Regions from separate parts of the Gossypium arboreum genome. Here regions 1 and 3 are each linked to region 2. The links are chromatin contacts, called in public Hi-C maps. All regions are on one chromosome and are shown on one strand. Each heading gives the region's core, a stretch centred on a gene start, on an enhancer-like site or on the middle of the called end of the contact. The rest is flanking DNA. Distances are from core to core; before and after follow the strand shown.

Region 1 (2,700 bases), core at 88-2,587, 930 kb after region 2:
CCATGGCTACGCCCCTGTCACCTTCTCTCTAATTTGGCTCTGTTTTTCTGCTTTCTTTCTCTTTTGTTTATATATATTTATATCACCCTTATCTCCTTATCTATTTTGTCTACATGGAAACACGCGTACACAAGCTCCTCTCTGATCTCCCTCTAATTTCCGTAACTTTTTTTCATCATGAATAAACACGTAATAATATATAGTTTAAAAGGCTTCAAAAGCCAAATTTGTTCAAGAAATTATTAATTAAGACTTCAACAGCAATCACTATTTTAGCTAACCACTTAATTAGCTAAACCAGTAGTCATTCTATATATCTATTGACTTCATGATTTTAACTGAATTATGACTGCTTGAATTTTTGTTACAGAACAAGTCATTGAAGGTCTTGATAGAGCTGTGTTGAATATGAAAACCTAAACTTATCAAACAGAATCAAGTTGTAGATTTTTTTTTTTCCTTTATATAGATTGTTTTCAATCTTCATCAGAAGTTTCAGGGTACTTGTTCAAATCGGGTTTGGAGAAAACTCGAGGAGGGTTTGATGATTCCGATGAATTAGAAGCATGATGATGATGAAGGGAGGTGGTGTGCAGCGCGACGACTTTAGCACCGACCTCGGTGGCCTTCTTGCGTATGGAAGCAGGTGAGATGTCTCTAAGTTCATCGTCCTCTTGTAATATAAGGTCAGGGAAGTTGAGCCTAGCGGAAGGTCCACGCAAGTAGAAGACGGCGGTGTCGTAGGCACAAGCAGCGGCTATGGGTGTGGAGTAAGAACCCAACCAAATCCTAGACCTCTTGTTTGGCTCTCGGATTTCAGCCACCCATTTCCCCCACTTTCTCATCCTTATCCCTCTGAACGGTTGTTGGTGGTGTTGCATTCTTTGCTTCTTTCCACTTGTTGAACTTGAACAATAATCACCTTTCATTGAAAGACCCTAAACCCTAAACTAAAATAAACCTTTCTTTTTATTATGGGTTTTCAATTTTGTTTCCAAAGATTACAACTTGAAAGCCACAACATTTTAGAAAAACAAAAGAAGCAGGAGATTAGTTTGGTTTTGGAAAAGGATACATATATATAAGATAGTAGATAAAGAGGGAGGTAGAGGGGAGACTGCAGAAGCAAGAAGCATTAGTTTCCCACTTGGCTGCAAATCTGTCGTGAGGGACGGCCGCCACGTTGATCTTCCTTAAAGATAAATCCAAATTTGGCCGACAAAATCCATCACCTCCTTGTCCTTTTTCTCTAAAGCCTACACTAAAAACGAAAGTTATATAAAAAGATTGTAGGGAAAGTAGTAGTGTAGTATGATCTACTATTTTAGTAGAAACATATTTCTCCATTTCAGCCCACGAGTGGTTGTTTGTGTTTGACAAGATTGAGATTTATGGAATTTTAAGTATGGAGTCTTAATATATAAAACTTTTGTTTGATGATCTATGGAAAAATTAAATTAATTAAAAATAATAATTTTCAATACATTTAATATTTCTATAATAAAAATCAGCTATAGAATTTTTTTTCAATAAAAATATGAAAAGCTATCTATATAGATTCTTTTTCAATTTTTTCATTTTCTTTTAACATCACCATTTAAATACTTTTAACTTTAAATTTTTAAAATTATTTTTATCAAACATTCTAATTATATTTTGCACTTAACTTTAGAAAATATATCAAACATATTTTAGAATTTAAATTTAGAATATAATTTTCAATACTTAAAATTTCAACTCTTAATTATTCTAATTTATCAAATACCATCTTAATTAGTTAAGTTTACTTTAGTTAATTAATTAAAATTTTATACAAATTAATCAATTTGTTTAAATTAAATAATCATTTAATTTAATGCTTAAAATAATTAATTTTATAGAAATTCTTAATATAATTAATTAATCATAATTTAAGACAAAAAATATTCTCCATTTCATCTTTTGTCATCCTTAGTATTTATTCTCGAAATTATCATGATTAATTGCATAATTATTATTAGCATAATAATCTATAACATTTATATGTTTTGTCATCTTTCAAAGAAAAAAATTAAATAATTTTTAATGAAAATGATGATTAAAATATTAATTTTTTAATAATATTGACATGATAACTTACATAACAGTCTACATATAATTTTATGTTGACATAACATTATTAATCTAATATGTCACGTTAATAAAAAATTTAAAATAAAGAAAAGATATGATGATTAAATTTGATATTATGTATCATTATTTTATATTTATGATTATAAAACAATTTGACAATCATCCAATTTAAATATATACAAATACTCGCTCTTTTTTGTTTTCGGTGAGGATGAAAAAACCCTCACGTAGCTGCTTGAAAGGTTTTGATATGCCGACATAGTTATTTAATTTGTGTTTTGTTTCTTTTCTTAGTATGGAATATGTTTCCCAAATTAATTTATTATCAAATATCATCATTAAACACTCGGCAATAGTAATGGATTATAGTGCATAAGTTGGTTTTAGGCGACATTCCACATATATACCCCTAAATAATTACATACCCACTAAAATGTTGAAAGTATTTAACATATTGGTTTTTCGAGAGGAGAATCTGGGGCTTGACCGGCCCCACCATTAAAATGAAAAGCTATTATTTAAGTTTTAAAATTTTAAAATTTTAATTTAGTATGCTGGCTCTTAAATTTATAAAATTTAATTTAATTT
Region 2 (2,700 bases), core at 37-2,536:
ATAGTTACAGTAACTGAAGACATTCCAATTTAGCACAAAAGGAAATCGGCAAATTGCATAAATACAATAATACACCTAAAATTCTCAATTAAATTACTTTAGGGAAGTAATCAAGAACTGACCATTATGTCATCAATGCAGGACTTTTCTTTCCCTTTAAAAAGAAATTTTCAACAATGTGTTATGAGAAAAGCTTTGTTAAAATAATGAATAAATAATCCTTAAATAATGCCTAGAGAGCGGATCCGTTCAAACAGCATCTACAAATCCTTAATAAATCAAAGTTATCAAATAACCATATATTCATTAAGATTACAAAAATTCAATAATCTATGTTCACATTGTAGAATAATTCTCAATCAAAGTAACTACGCCGAGCAGCCTTAAATTATTAAATTACTAGATAAAAAAACTAATCTTTTACAGTCAAGTAGAAGTCTAACCATCGCGAAGGTTGTTATAATTGACATAGCCATAGCCAAGAGAGCGGCCGCTCGCCAAGTCCCGGCAAACCCTAACTGATGCGACCGGAGCCACCTGGCTAAACAGTTGGTATAGCTGCTCATCGGTAACGGTAACATCAAGATCCCCGACATAGAGAGACGTAAGCATGAATTGCGCTCCTCCGGAAGCTCCCGGAGCCACGCCATTTGGACCGGAAACCGGCGCCTGATGCTGAACCTGAATCTGCGCCATCCTCAAAATAAACTAGCCCTAACTCTCCTAGATCCTTCTCCTTTTTTCGGATTTTTTCCTTTTTTTTGCTTCCCTCTCCTATCTCTATTAAATCAGAATTATAGAGAAAAAAAGGATTTTAGAACTAAAGTTCAAAATATGTGGGAATTTTTTTTTTTTGGTGTTTTGGGGAATGAAGAGGAGAGGGAGTGATAAATAGGGATAGAATCGTCGGAAATCCGGAGGAGAACCGGACGGAAGACAACGCCGACGGAAAATATATGAGCTTTGGGGGAAAAATATATATTTTTTAAATAATAAGAAAGGTTTTGGGGGGAGGAGGGCAGAGAAACTGCACCGCACCGGCGAAGAAGGAACTGTGTCGTTTTTATAGGTGAGACAGTTTGAGAAAAGTTAATATCCGCCGTCTGATCCTTTTAATGGAAATCAGATCTTAGCCGTCTGACAAAATCAGGGTGCTTGCGTGACAATGGGCGGTGAAATTACACGTGGCAATGTCAGCCGTCAACAGTTATACCAAGTTTCTTCCTTTTTTGTGTTCTGTTTACGTCATCAATCTTATTCTCAAACTCAAAAGCTATTTTGTTCGATAATTTTAATGCTTTCTTTTTGTTAATCAGCATTTTGAGAAGAAAAATATATAATTTTATTATCTTTTAATACATCCTACAGATAATTATTGAGAATTTTAAAAAGTTAACGGATGATATTTTGAAATGATTCGTTAGAACTGATAAGATAAGATATAGTAAAATTTTTAAATACAATAATTTGTTTTTATAAAAAATTCACTGTAAAATATAAAACCGAACCCTGTTATTTTGCGCAATGCGTGTTGTTTTGACTTGGCCAATTAGTTGTGCTGTTTGTTTTATTTGTTTTTAATTGGAGTCTTCTAATAAACCATGTTTAGTTGTATTTCAATTATGTTTATCTTGTATTTAGGGTGTAGTACTCCCTTTTAAAATAAAAATATTAGTAAATCTTCGGCCAAAGTCTGAAAATAGAACGGATGGTTTTTATCTCCCAATTTTTAAACTCATATGTGATTTTACATATTTATTATTTAATTATTTTTAAATATTATATTTTTAATTAGAGTAATTAGAGTAAAATAATATTTTATTTTAATTGTTAAATATAATTAAAATATATTAACTTTTCAATCTAAATGCTATAATAGAAATTTTTAAATAATGATTAAAGTTAATTAACATATTTAATATATAATATAATTTTATTTTATATAATTAATGTCAAGTAATATTATTCAAAATAATAATTAATTAATTAATTAATTAATATAATTAACTTTAACATTATTTAAATAATAATTAACCCTTCTTTTTAATAACAAATAGTATATTACTTAAAAAATAGTATATTACTTAAAAAGTGTTTTTATCCTATAGAAATATCAATAGGCTCTACAGTACCATCGGCTTTCGAACGACCGGCATCTTCTATCCCTTCTTAGTTGGAGAGGGTGACGAAAAAAGTGAAGAACAAAGAGGATTCTACGTTGGTGAATGATGATCAAGATTTGCTGAAGCCTCTGTGGGAAAGTTATCTTATGAAGATAAGTTGACGGCTAATGGAGGGGGGATGTTGTAAGTGCTTGGAGTTTGGTGGATGAGATTGAAGTTTTGCCGGAGGATGTGATTATTAACCGGGGGAAAACTATTGGATATAGAGCTCTCATTAATTGGTTACAACTTCTTTGGTTGCCGTTTGGGAGATTGCAACTAGTTGATTTGGAGCATGATTATTACCTGGTTAAATTTAGTGATGTTGGGGACGTGTTGTTGGATGGTCCATGGCAGGGATTTAAATTGCGGTTGCGGTCGCGTTTTCGGTCGCGTTGTGTTTGTCACGGTTGCGGATATAACAAATGTTATTGGGGTCATTGCGGGTATCGTGACACACAACTTATTGTAAAAAAATAATAACGGTTTCAGCAGTAACGATTTCGGACGGTGCCGCTACCGCTATATAACGGCCGCT
Region 3 (2,700 bases), core at 15-2,514, 590 kb after region 2:
TAAATTAAATTTGTTTATTTTTTTAATAGAAAAAGTTACTCTATGGTAGTTTTACCTTTGCGGTGTGAAAAACAAAAGCTGGGCAATGATTCAACGAAAGCAGAAACGAATGAGGTGTCCTAGAATTGGACCAAAAACCACCGAACAAAGACCAGAAAAATTGCAGCTCATCAAAACTGAACTTAAAATCCCATTGTCTTATTCCACTTTCAGAGAATAAGGGTTGGGTTGACCCAATCATTAAATTACATGCATGTATGTTCATGAAAAAATATTTTATTTTGGAAAATCATATTTTGTGCAAATACTTGATCAGAATTTAGGACACTTGCTGTCCTATGAATGGACAGTCAAAATTTATCAAATGGGTGGAATGTTTCTAATAATTACAAACTTCTTTCTTCCTTAGCTAATGAAAAATAAGGGTGTGTATCAGTTTTGTTTTGTTTTCGTTCTAGAAATTCATAAAATTGAGATTTTTTAATATCACAAACAACAACAGCTTAATATGAAAATATAAACTATTTCAAAATTTATATAAAAATATCATTTTAAATATATACATATATACTATAAATAAAGTGGTTAATTAAGTTATTGGCATAAGTTAACTTAACATAAATTCATATGTGAAATTATTAAAATATTTTAATTTTAAAAGGTAATTAATATTATTTTAAAGATATTTTCATCTTTTATATTTTTATATAATTTTTAAATAAAATAACTAAAAGAACATTTAAGAATTGAACAAAGGATCAACAATTTATATTAAAAACATTTTCACTCCACTACTAACTATTAACTGATATATTTATATAAATATATTTTTAATATAAAATATTTTCGTTCACTCGCATAATAAATATAATAAAATATAGTATTTATATTATGAAAAATACACCATCATCAATTATTTTATTTACATTTGTGTGTTTCATGTAAAAGAAGAGAAGTGTGTGAATATAAGTATTAATGGACAATGTTGGGGTTAAATACAAAAGTTGAATATATTATAATTTCATTATTAAAAGAAATTTATTTCAATATCACTTCCGATTTCAATAGAATTAATTTTAAACTTTAAAACCGATATGAAAAATTGTGATTACAAAAAAAATTACTTTGAATTAAAAATATTTATTAAGATATTATTATTAAAACTGAAAAATGAATGTGTACGTAGATGAAAGGTATAGAATAGAAGGGATAGTCGGATATAGATAACTGGAGTGGATCCCACACAGTGGAAGAAACGGTGGGAAGGCATGATTAGAAAGACAATGGCATCATTTGCACGTGTCTATGGACCACATTCCATCATCATAAAAAAAGTAAAGTTATATCATACCTCATTTCACTTTATTTAACTAAAAGTAAAACATACTGTTGCTTTACAAACCCTAACTACCATACCCTAATATATTGAGAATAATAAATATATCAAAATAAAATTCAAACCATAGCATTTACTTCCGATTCAATTAATCTCATGAGTTGATCCCACAATAAGTGAGTTGGAAAATGTCTAAAAAATTATTTAAGAAGTCGAGGGTTTTTATTTTGTATTTTTATTAAAATTATAAAAAGACAATTTAAATCTAAAATAAATGATGATATAAGATTTGAACATATGATATTAAAATCTTCAAAGCTTTGTCATTTGAATCAAAATCTCATTTGATTTTTATAAAATATTTTTATATAATTATTTCAGTCACATGTGTGCCATAATTCAATAAATTTTTATGTATTTAAAAGAACTATAATTCTAGTATCATACATTTAGATATATTCAAGAATCAGTGATTTATCCGGCTTGATTATCTAATTTACCTTAAATTAAATTTGGGTAAAAATTTCTTAACGACAGGCCAACTTGATCCGATCTAAAATAAAATTAAATAACTTTAAGATCATTATCATTTAACTTTAATTAATGTTAATATAAAATCATTCGTAACATATTTCTTAAACAATAAAATAGATCATTGGTTGGGTTAAGTTAGGCGAGCTTGGACTCAAGCTTAAAATTCCTTTTAAAATCAAATTTTAGCATGGCCTAACTTAACCCATGATTACCTTAACATGTACATTACACGTGATTTTATGCGTTTAAATTTTGTGATTTAAACTAAATATTTTTACTTTAAGTAAGTAATGCAAAGTAACATTATTTAAAATATTAATTAGTAAGCATAATTAAAATATATCAATTAATTTGGTATTCAAAATATTATAATAATAAAATAATTCTTAATCATTTTAAAGTATTTTTATAGGACAAGATTTTTGACATATTGTAAATTAATACTCCCTACTCGTCATTTTTATATTTTTAATAATAAATATAACTATATTAATTCGTAGATAATATATACATAATATAATATATTAGCTTATATTATATAAATGTATTATATACAATATAAATTATATAACATATGATATTTAAAACTAAAATAATGTAATTCTTGCATAGTTAATAAAAATAATACTTTAAATATAATATAATTCAATATAAATTTTAACCGTTTTATGTATTATGATATTAATTCATTCAATAATGTTTTTATTGACAAAATCTAAATTCATTTAATAAATTTAATTAAACAAAGATTTTAATAAAATTATAATTTTTATTTAAAATGTGATAAATCTTTATCATAATAAAAAATATATATATTTAAAACTACAAAA

Evidence for each region. A called contact is a pair of places that touch in the nucleus more often than the background predicts.
Region 1: a contact with region 2 is called in a Hi-C map of leaf, with 1.9 times the contacts expected there. The contact joins the promoter of LOC108482397 here to the promoter of LOC108483204 in region 2. A contact is called at or near these places in 2 of 5 Hi-C or Micro-C datasets (both in leaf).
Region 3: a contact with region 2 is called in a Hi-C map of leaf, with 3 times the contacts expected there. The contact joins the enhancer-like site here to the promoter of LOC108483204 in region 2. A contact is called at or near these places in 2 of 5 Hi-C or Micro-C datasets (both in leaf).

The regions. Positions count from the first base shown.
Region 1 is chr1:79,136,177-79,138,876 of ASM2569848v2, reverse strand. LOC108482397 (ethylene-responsive transcription factor RAP2-1-like) reads right to left here and starts at 1,337. Exons shown (of 1, transcript XM_017785523.2): 1 at 227-1,337. The coding sequence starts at 929. The coding sequence ends at 477.
Region 2 is chr1:80,061,783-80,064,482 of ASM2569848v2, reverse strand. It overlaps LOC108483204 (polyadenylate-binding protein 2-like), which reads right to left and starts at 1,286. Exons shown (of 9, transcript XM_017786475.2): 1 at 444-1,286. The coding sequence starts at 696.
Region 3 is chr1:79,469,060-79,471,759 of ASM2569848v2, reverse strand. The region is part of intron 2 of LOC108481487; the gene reads left to right. Among protein-coding and RNA genes, the nearest start is that of LOC108481487, 15 kb to the left of the region's middle. Within about 2 kb of position 1,264, at least 1 of the 2 cell types and tissues checked has an H3K27ac peak or open chromatin away from gene starts, as enhancers often do. A contact at or near this core is called in leaf, where this site is marked.